Regions from separate parts of the Triticum aestivum genome. Here region 1 is linked to region 2. Evidence: chromatin contacts called from public Hi-C data. All regions are on one chromosome and are shown on one strand. Each heading gives the region's core, a stretch centred on a gene start, on an enhancer-like site or on the middle of the called end of the contact. The rest is flanking DNA. Distances are from core to core; before and after follow the strand shown.

Region 1 (4,006 bases), core at 358-2,857, 170 kb after region 2:
GAGAGAGAGAGAGAGAGAGAGAGAGAGCTGACCACATAGTTCATACAGGCTCTGATGGGTTCTTCCTGATTCCTTGAAGTTACTGACTTTTGACCTGATAAATGTCAGAATAATTCAGTGGACATAGAGAAACGAAAGATGGCCATAACAAACAGACAAGCATGCCAGTCTAAAGAATGTGTTCTCTTAAAATTTACTTAAAGCGCTAGTCAAAAATAACTAAACAGACCCTAGGCTCACATACCAAGAATAACTAAACATACATTTCTTCCAAAATGTATATCTAAACATAAAAGGGGAACATCTTGAATAGTATGGTTCACCTTAAAAAACACATAAACAAACATTACATGTTATTATGGAAAACTGAGCAGGCCAATCCAACTTGCATATTTGTAGACCCCATAATCAGGGTGAGCAATGAGACACCGCATCAGTTGTCTTGACAAAGAGCTAGAAAGCACTCTTACAGAAGATACTGCCCACATTCCTTAAAACAGACACCAATCCACAGGAAATACAAAAAACCCACTAACTAGTGCCTCCGTGCCAACTACCAGATGTAGGATTAACTCTGCGTGACCAAATAGCAGGAAATCAGTGTGGCCACAACCAACAGGTATATCCCCTCGATGCTGCTGCTGCTGCTGCTAGTAGCTACTTCATCAAAGCACCTCGCATTTGCTCCCAGATGTCAATCAACTAATCATCAGCCTGACCGCATCCACAAACTCGAAACTAGGCGCGTCATTGCATCCGAATGACCTGGAATTAACACCCGGGGCAAGTAGCACGCTGGGCTCAGCACAAATTTGACAGGGCACCCCAGGTGACCACGAGGAAAACCCACGGAGTAGTTCGTGAGCAACTCAGGAATCAGGAATCACGCGCTCGATGCCCTCTAGTTCTAACCGAGACATACTCCAAATAAAACAACGCCGCAGCGGAGGCAAATGAAATCGCGAAGCCGATGGGCGACGGTGGAGTGGGGAGGAGAAGCAAACCTAGCCTCGCCCGGCTCAGGGCGTGGACGCCGAGGCGGGAGATCCTTGACAGCATCTTCACCGGAGGGGCAAAACCGAGACGGACGCAGCGGCGGCAGCAGATTCCTTAAAACACTCTTACAGAAGAGCTAGAAAGCACTCTTACAGAAGATACTGCCCACATTCCTTAAAACAGACACCAATCCACAGGAAATACAAAAAACCCACTAACTAGTGCCTCCGTGCCAACTACCAGATGTAGGATTAACTCTGCGTGACCAAATAGCAGGAAATCAGTGTGGCCACAACCAACAGGTATATCCCCTCGATGCTGCTGCTGCTGCTGCTAGTAGCTACTTCATCAAAGCACCTCGCATTTGCTCCCAGATGTCAATCAACTAATCATCAGCCTGACCGCATCCACAAACTCGAAACTAGGCGCGTCATTGCATCCGAATGACCTGGAATTAACACCCGGGGCAAGTAGCACGCTGGGCTCAGCACAAATTTGACAGGGCACCCCAGGTGACCACGAGGAAAACCCACGGAGTAGTTCGTGAGCAACTCAGGAATCAGGAATCACGCGCTCGATGCCCTCTAGTTCTAACCGAGACATACTCCAAATAAAACAACGCCGCAGCGGAGGCAAATGAAATCGCGAAGCCGATGGGCGACGGTGGAGTGGGGAGGAGAAGCAAACCTAGCCTCGCCCGGCTCAGGGCGTGGACGCCGAGGCGGGAGATCCTTGACAGCATCTTCACCGGAGGGGCAAAACCGAGACGGACGCAGCGGCGGCAGCAGATTCGGGGCGCGGGTTTGGGAGGATCAGCGGAGGAGGAAGAGGGGTTCGGCTTCGCTTGAGAAGGAAGTAGAGAGCGCGGGCCGAGCAGCTGGGCCGGGAGGGTAGCCCAACTGAACAGTTTTATGCGAATCTTATAGTTGGGCCATTTCTCCAGCTTATATTGACCCAAATCTCGATAAAGAAACTGATCCTCGAATGTCTCAAAAAAACGGATCCCAAAATTCGGCAATCTGATTTAAGGAAGAAAAACGAAAATGGAGACGCGGGGAATCGAACCCCGTGCCTCTCGCATGCGAAGCGAGCGCTCTACCATATGAGCTACGTCCCCAAGCTGACGAATGCGAGATCTAAAGCTTAATATTCGTTTCAATTAAGAACTGAGAGGTTAGGTCCATTTATTTTTGAAACGGAGGCAAAGATTGCCTCATCTATTAATTAAGTAGAAGAGAATTGCCCAGTTAATTATGGAAAACCGGAACAACAAGGGCCAGGTCCACTCCATAGACTGAAACACACAGGGCAAAGCCCACCCTAATCGACGACAAATCGACCTACGGCCAGACAACGCAGCTCCGACTCTGACGGAGAACTCAGAAAAACAAAACCAGGCACGGCTGGCGCCACGGAAGATCTCCGAAAGGGCCACTGCAGCCAGTCATCGTACACCACAGGGCCCCGCCGCCGCAGCTTCGACTCCACAGCAACAAGCAAACCGAGGCAAAACCGTGGACACGCCGGAGAAGAGTCGACTACCCTAACCATTGCCGCGTCGCCGACATCGCTCCCACCATCATCGTTGCCACAGAAAGTCTGGTCGCCACAGAGATTCTCTCGGGGCCGCCGCCCCGACATCCACCGCTCCGTCGCGCTCAGCGCAATCAACCGGCACCGCCGCCCCGACATACCACCGCTCCCCTCGACCAGCAACGCCGCACAACCCAGCTGCCCGCAGCCCACGCTGCTCAGGGCAACCGCTCGCAGACCACGAACGTCGCACCACATCCGGGGCCGCCGCCCCGACATAAAGTCAGACCGCCCCCTCTGGGCGCATCGACCGAGCCGACACCCCTACCGCCCAAGCGGGACAAGGATGCCACCCAACCAATGTCGAGATAGAGCCCCACCTCATAGAGCTGTCACTCACATTGTTCCCGAGATCGCCATCTCGACGCACAATCAGAAACCACCCGGAGCCGCCGCCCCGACGTCCACCGTCCCCGACGATGAAGAGATCCGTGCAAACTGCAACATGCTGACTCTCCAAAGGCGATGCCTCAAAGAAGGAAACGACGTAGCCGCCGTCATCGCCCGCTTCGACCATCCGAAGCTAGGGATTTCTCCCGGAGAGTCATGTAATGGAGCTCCACGGCAACACCTTCAAAAAGGGGAACGACAACATGGCCATGGCACCGATGTTGCCGGCACCGACCCAAGGTCAGTGCTGAACTTTGGCCCGGAGCTCCTCTACACCTCCGAATCCGAGCAGATCCGGAGCACTGCACAGCACACAATCCCATGGTCGACGTCCACCGTCTCCGCCTGAATCCGAGCAGATCCGAAGCTGTTGCTCCTGCATCCTCACAGCGAAGCCGCTCCACCATGCCGCCTGAGCAGCAGCCCCTCACCGCGCCGTCGCGCAACTTCCCGGCGACAGATCCGCGCCACCGGACCCCTTGTGCAGCACCTTCCCGTGCAGCAGCACCTCATCCCAGCTCCTCCTGAGCCCCTCACGCCGCGGAGCAGAGTACCCAAGCACCCGAGGCCGTGGAGCAGAGCACCCAAGCAGCAGAGCAGCGCTCGACCACAAATGGGCGCCCGAGCCGCCACGCACGCGCGGCGCCCCACGCAGCCCCATCACGCTCCTCTCCGTGGCCCGCTCAGATCCACGCCCTCCGCTCCGTGCGCCCGCGCCAACGCCTGCGGCGAGCCGCCGCGCGTAGAACCGCGCCAGCCGGCCCCGAAGCGCGCTCGAGCCGCCCCTGCGCTACCTCGCCGCGCCGCCTCAAGCAAGCATATCCGCCGGTCGAGCTCCCGTCGAAGAGGACGGCCCGCACCGCGCCGCTCCGACCGGAAGGAGGAAAGGGCCCCGCCGCCGAGCCGCACGGGCTTTGCCCGGCGACGCTGTCCGGCGGCGGCGAGGGGAGGCGGGGGAGGTGGGTGTTGCGCTGCTGGCGGCTAGGGTTCGCTCCGGGCCGCCCGCGGGAGCGACCAGGAAGCGAGC
Region 2 (3,624 bases), core at 563-3,062:
GAACGATCAGCTGCTCGGAGAAGACGACCAAAGTTTATTCAGTGAGAATTTTTTTACTACTTTGGACTTGATGAGTGAGGCAGAAGCAGAGCACGTGAAAGTAACAGCAAAGCCGTGACAGTTACCGCAGCAGTAATTAACTAAGTAGTAACAGTAACAGCAAGCGTGACTGTAATTGGAGCCGGGCGCACAGAAGAAGCTTCTTAAACGCTGGTAATGGAGAAATGAACACAGCAAAAGGAGTCGAGGAAAAGCGTTTAAACAAGTCATCACCTCCTGTACTTCCTCCCTCGTGATCCTCCCGTCCACGTTGGTGTCCACCCTGAGTTGAATTTGGGGCAAAACAAGAAGAATGAGCATCGAGAATCTGGGACGCGAGAGCTTGCATCGGAAGCCGGGAGAATGGCCGACTAAAGCGGTTGCTTGGGATCCGGTGAAGGAAAATGTATGGGTGGGGAATTCGGTTCCGGTGGCGCTTACATGTCGAAGAAGATCTGGAGCCGCGCGTCGAAGCTCTGATCGGAGATCTGGAGCCAGAAGTCGTAGAGCTCCTCCTTGGTGATCCGCTCCAGGTTCTGCCGCCGCCGCCGCGCCAGCGCGTCGAAGATGCCCTCCGCGAACTCCTTGGAGTCCACCATTCCTGATGATCCACAGGCATGGCCAAGAACATCGCCATTAATGGTTGCACAATGGGATGGGGGTACAGAGCGCAGTTGTTGCCAAGAAAGAAACAGAGTGGGGTGGGATGGTGTAGTACCGATGCATTCGCCGAAGTTGTCGCGGGAGAGGAGGCCGTCGTGGGCGAGGGCGTTGAAGCGCTCCTCCACGCGGCGCCAGAGCTCGGCGGCCTCCAGGGAGCCGGTGGTGCGGCTGATGAAGCGGAGGCCCTTGAGGGCGCGCTTGGCGCCGGCGCGCGACCGGTTGACCCGCGCCTGGATGCGGCGCCGCTCGCGGGCCGCCATGGCCGCCTCCCGCTGCAGCTCGGCGGGCGTGGGCACGCGCGGCGAGGGCGAGGGCGCGGGGGACGGCGAGCGCAGCCACGCGAACTTCTTCCGTATCCGCGAGGACGTGGACGAGCAGCGGCTGAGGGCGCCGCCAGCTCCTCCCCCCGGCGCCTCCGGCGTGTGCGGCATCGCGGCGGCGCTGTAGAGCGCGGCCCTGGTGGGCGTGACGCTGCGCACCACCATGGACTCCTCGTCCAGCTCCAGCATGACCTCCACCAGGTCCTCCTGGTCGGCGAGGAATGCCGGGAGCATGCCCCCGCCCCCGCTCCCCCCGGCGGCCGCGGCGAAGAACTCGTCCCCATAGGCGGTGGTGAAGGACTCGTTGTCGGAGGTGTCGGTGTTGGTGGTCTGGTCGTCCGCGAGGCACTCCGCGATGCGCCGGTGGCCGGCCCGCCGCGCGTTGCTCCCGCGCGACGGCGTCCACATGGCCGCTCCCCGCGCCCCGCGCCCGCCCGCGAGACGTGCAGGAGGAAGAAGAAGAAGAATAAAAATAACCCGGGGCTGCTCTCGGTGGGGGCTGCAATGGTAGTTGCGGTGCGTCCGCCTGTAGTATTATGATACGCAAGCTCGGCTCCCCTCCCCGCCGCGCACCGTGGGCTGGCTCGGCTTGTCGTACGCCCGCGCGCCCGCCGCGGGACGGTGATCACCTCTGGCGCGGTGACCACCTCTATCTCCTTCTATTCGTCGGCAGCGCGCATGCACGCGGGCGGGCGCGCGCTCGCGGTTTCGCTCGGCTTCGCGGTGCGGTGCGGAGCGGTGCTCGGGTTTGCCGCTGCCTCGGGCCAACGCTTTATCTTTATACGAAAGGGTGACGCATTTTATCTTTCCTACTGCCCGTTGTTGCGCCGCTCGTCGTCCTCCAGAAACGAGCTGCGGGTGCCACGGGTTTGGCCTGGGGCGAGCGCTGCTGTGCTCGGTGCGGCGGCAACCTGCGTGCGCGCGGCTGGGCGGTCGGTGTGGGGTGGGGTGGGGCGGAGTAGAGTGTAGACTGTGGAACGTGGACCGGACCGCGTTCGGTCCCGGAATCTCAGATGCTTCCAAATGGGTAAAAATGAAGTGGACTGGAAGGAGGAAGCACCCGACGGCCGCGCCTGGCGACCGTCGACTGTCGCCGTGTGGGTTAAACGGGAGAAGATAGGGGGACCGTTGATTCGGAGGGAGACTGTTGTTGCAACTTTGAATAGTTCACCTAAAAAAACTTTGAATAGTTGAAGTGTTTTTTGGCATTTTTTTCTTGCAACAGGAGCTTAAAGCATCTACAGCCGGGGCGCCCTATAGCCGTTACATACGTCCGGCAGGCCGTCCGGTCGCTGACCGGTCACAAAATACCGACCCAGCCGAAGCTCTCAAACAGGCCTCAAACGCCCGGACCGACCGGCACCCCTCATATCTGTCCCAAATATATGGCGGATATGAGGCGGTCCGAACACGTCCGGGCACGTCCGCCTGACAAGTCCGGCCCATCACCGACCCCACGGATGTCCCACAGAAAACCGCATCAGCCTCATCGCTCCGAAACTTTAGCTCACTCACTCTCCTCTCTCGCTACGTCCTCTCCTCTCCCCGCACCGATTCCGATCGAATCCGGCGCAATGTCGAGCTCCGACAGCCGCTCCGACGACGAGCTGGATCCGGAGTATGAGCTTGCCCTCCGCATCGCCTTGGAGTGGTCCAAGGTGGAGACCGGGGGCAGCTCCGGGTCTGCAGCCTCGCCGCAGCCGCAGCTTCCCCGTCGACGCAGCTCGGACACCGGCACTGGTCCCTCCCTGCCCGGGGGCAGCTCCAACAGGCGGCCTGCGCAATCCACGCCTGCCCTACGACGTCACCTGGCCCCGCCGGCTGCTGCTCCCGCTCATGGGCAGTGGTGGGTGCTTGTGCCCGCCACGCTGGCACGGACATGCACGCCGGAGTCGGTGGGCCGCGCCGCCCGCCGCGAGAGGCAGCGAGCAAGGGAGAGGAACACTGCGGAGAGCTCTGTCCGCCGCCGCCGTGGGTTACCGGCAGAGCCCGACGAGGACGAGCAGCTCCTAGCGTTGGTCTACCGCCGGTCGCTTACGACGGCGGAGATGGACGCTCGGCGGCTCCGTCGGAAGAACGCGAAGGCTCTCCGGCTTGCCATCGAGCGGTCCGAGCGGGAGGCGAAGGAGAAGGCGACAGAGGCGGCTCAGTTGGCCAAGCTCAGGCGCCAGCAGGACCGGGCCGTCTAGCGCCTCAAGGGCCTCGTCATCGTCTCCTCCTCCTCCTCGTCCGACGATGACGGCTCCTCGTTCGACGAATCGGATGATCCTCCACCAGCCGCCAACGGCTACAGCTACGCCGGCGACCAGAAGGGGAAAGGGTCGGCCCGGAAGTGGTGAAGTTCAATTTCATTTCAAGTATTAGATGTAGTATGAAGTTGTCCGTCGTTTATGTGAACTTTGGTGGACCTATGATCAGCCGTTCGTGATCTTTTGGTGAACCGTTGTGCTATCCTATGTCTGATTCTATGTCCGACCAGCCGATCTACGTAGTTTGATCGACGTTGCACGATTTAGTATGGATATCGGGGTTCGGATATGAGTTACACAGATGTGGACGACGCATTTTTGAGGGGTGTTCGGTCAGTGCCCGCGGACGCGCC

The links. A called contact is a pair of places that touch in the nucleus more often than the background predicts.
Region 1: a contact with region 2 is called in a Hi-C map of leaf, with 4 times the contacts expected there. The contact joins the promoter of LOC123121556 here to the promoter of LOC123121555 in region 2. A contact is called at or near these places in 3 of 5 Hi-C or Micro-C datasets (all in leaf) and 1 of 1 datasets of contacts at active chromatin or transcription factors (leaf).

The regions. Positions count from the first base shown.
Region 1 is chr5D:332,830,083-332,834,088 of IWGSC CS RefSeq v2.1, forward strand. It overlaps LOC123121556 (2Fe-2S ferredoxin), which reads right to left and starts at 1,608. Exons shown (of 8, transcript XM_044541563.1): 1 at 1,005-1,608; 2 at 33-94. The coding sequence starts at 1,059. It overlaps TRNAA-CGC (transfer RNA alanine (anticodon CGC)), which reads right to left and starts at 2,113; the gene lies at 2,041-2,113.
Region 2 is chr5D:332,664,025-332,667,648 of IWGSC CS RefSeq v2.1, forward strand. LOC123121555 (respiratory burst oxidase homolog protein E) reads right to left here and starts at 1,813. Exons shown (of 12, transcript XM_044541558.1): 1 at 481-1,813; 2 at 274-322; 3 at 1-10. The coding sequence starts at 1,430.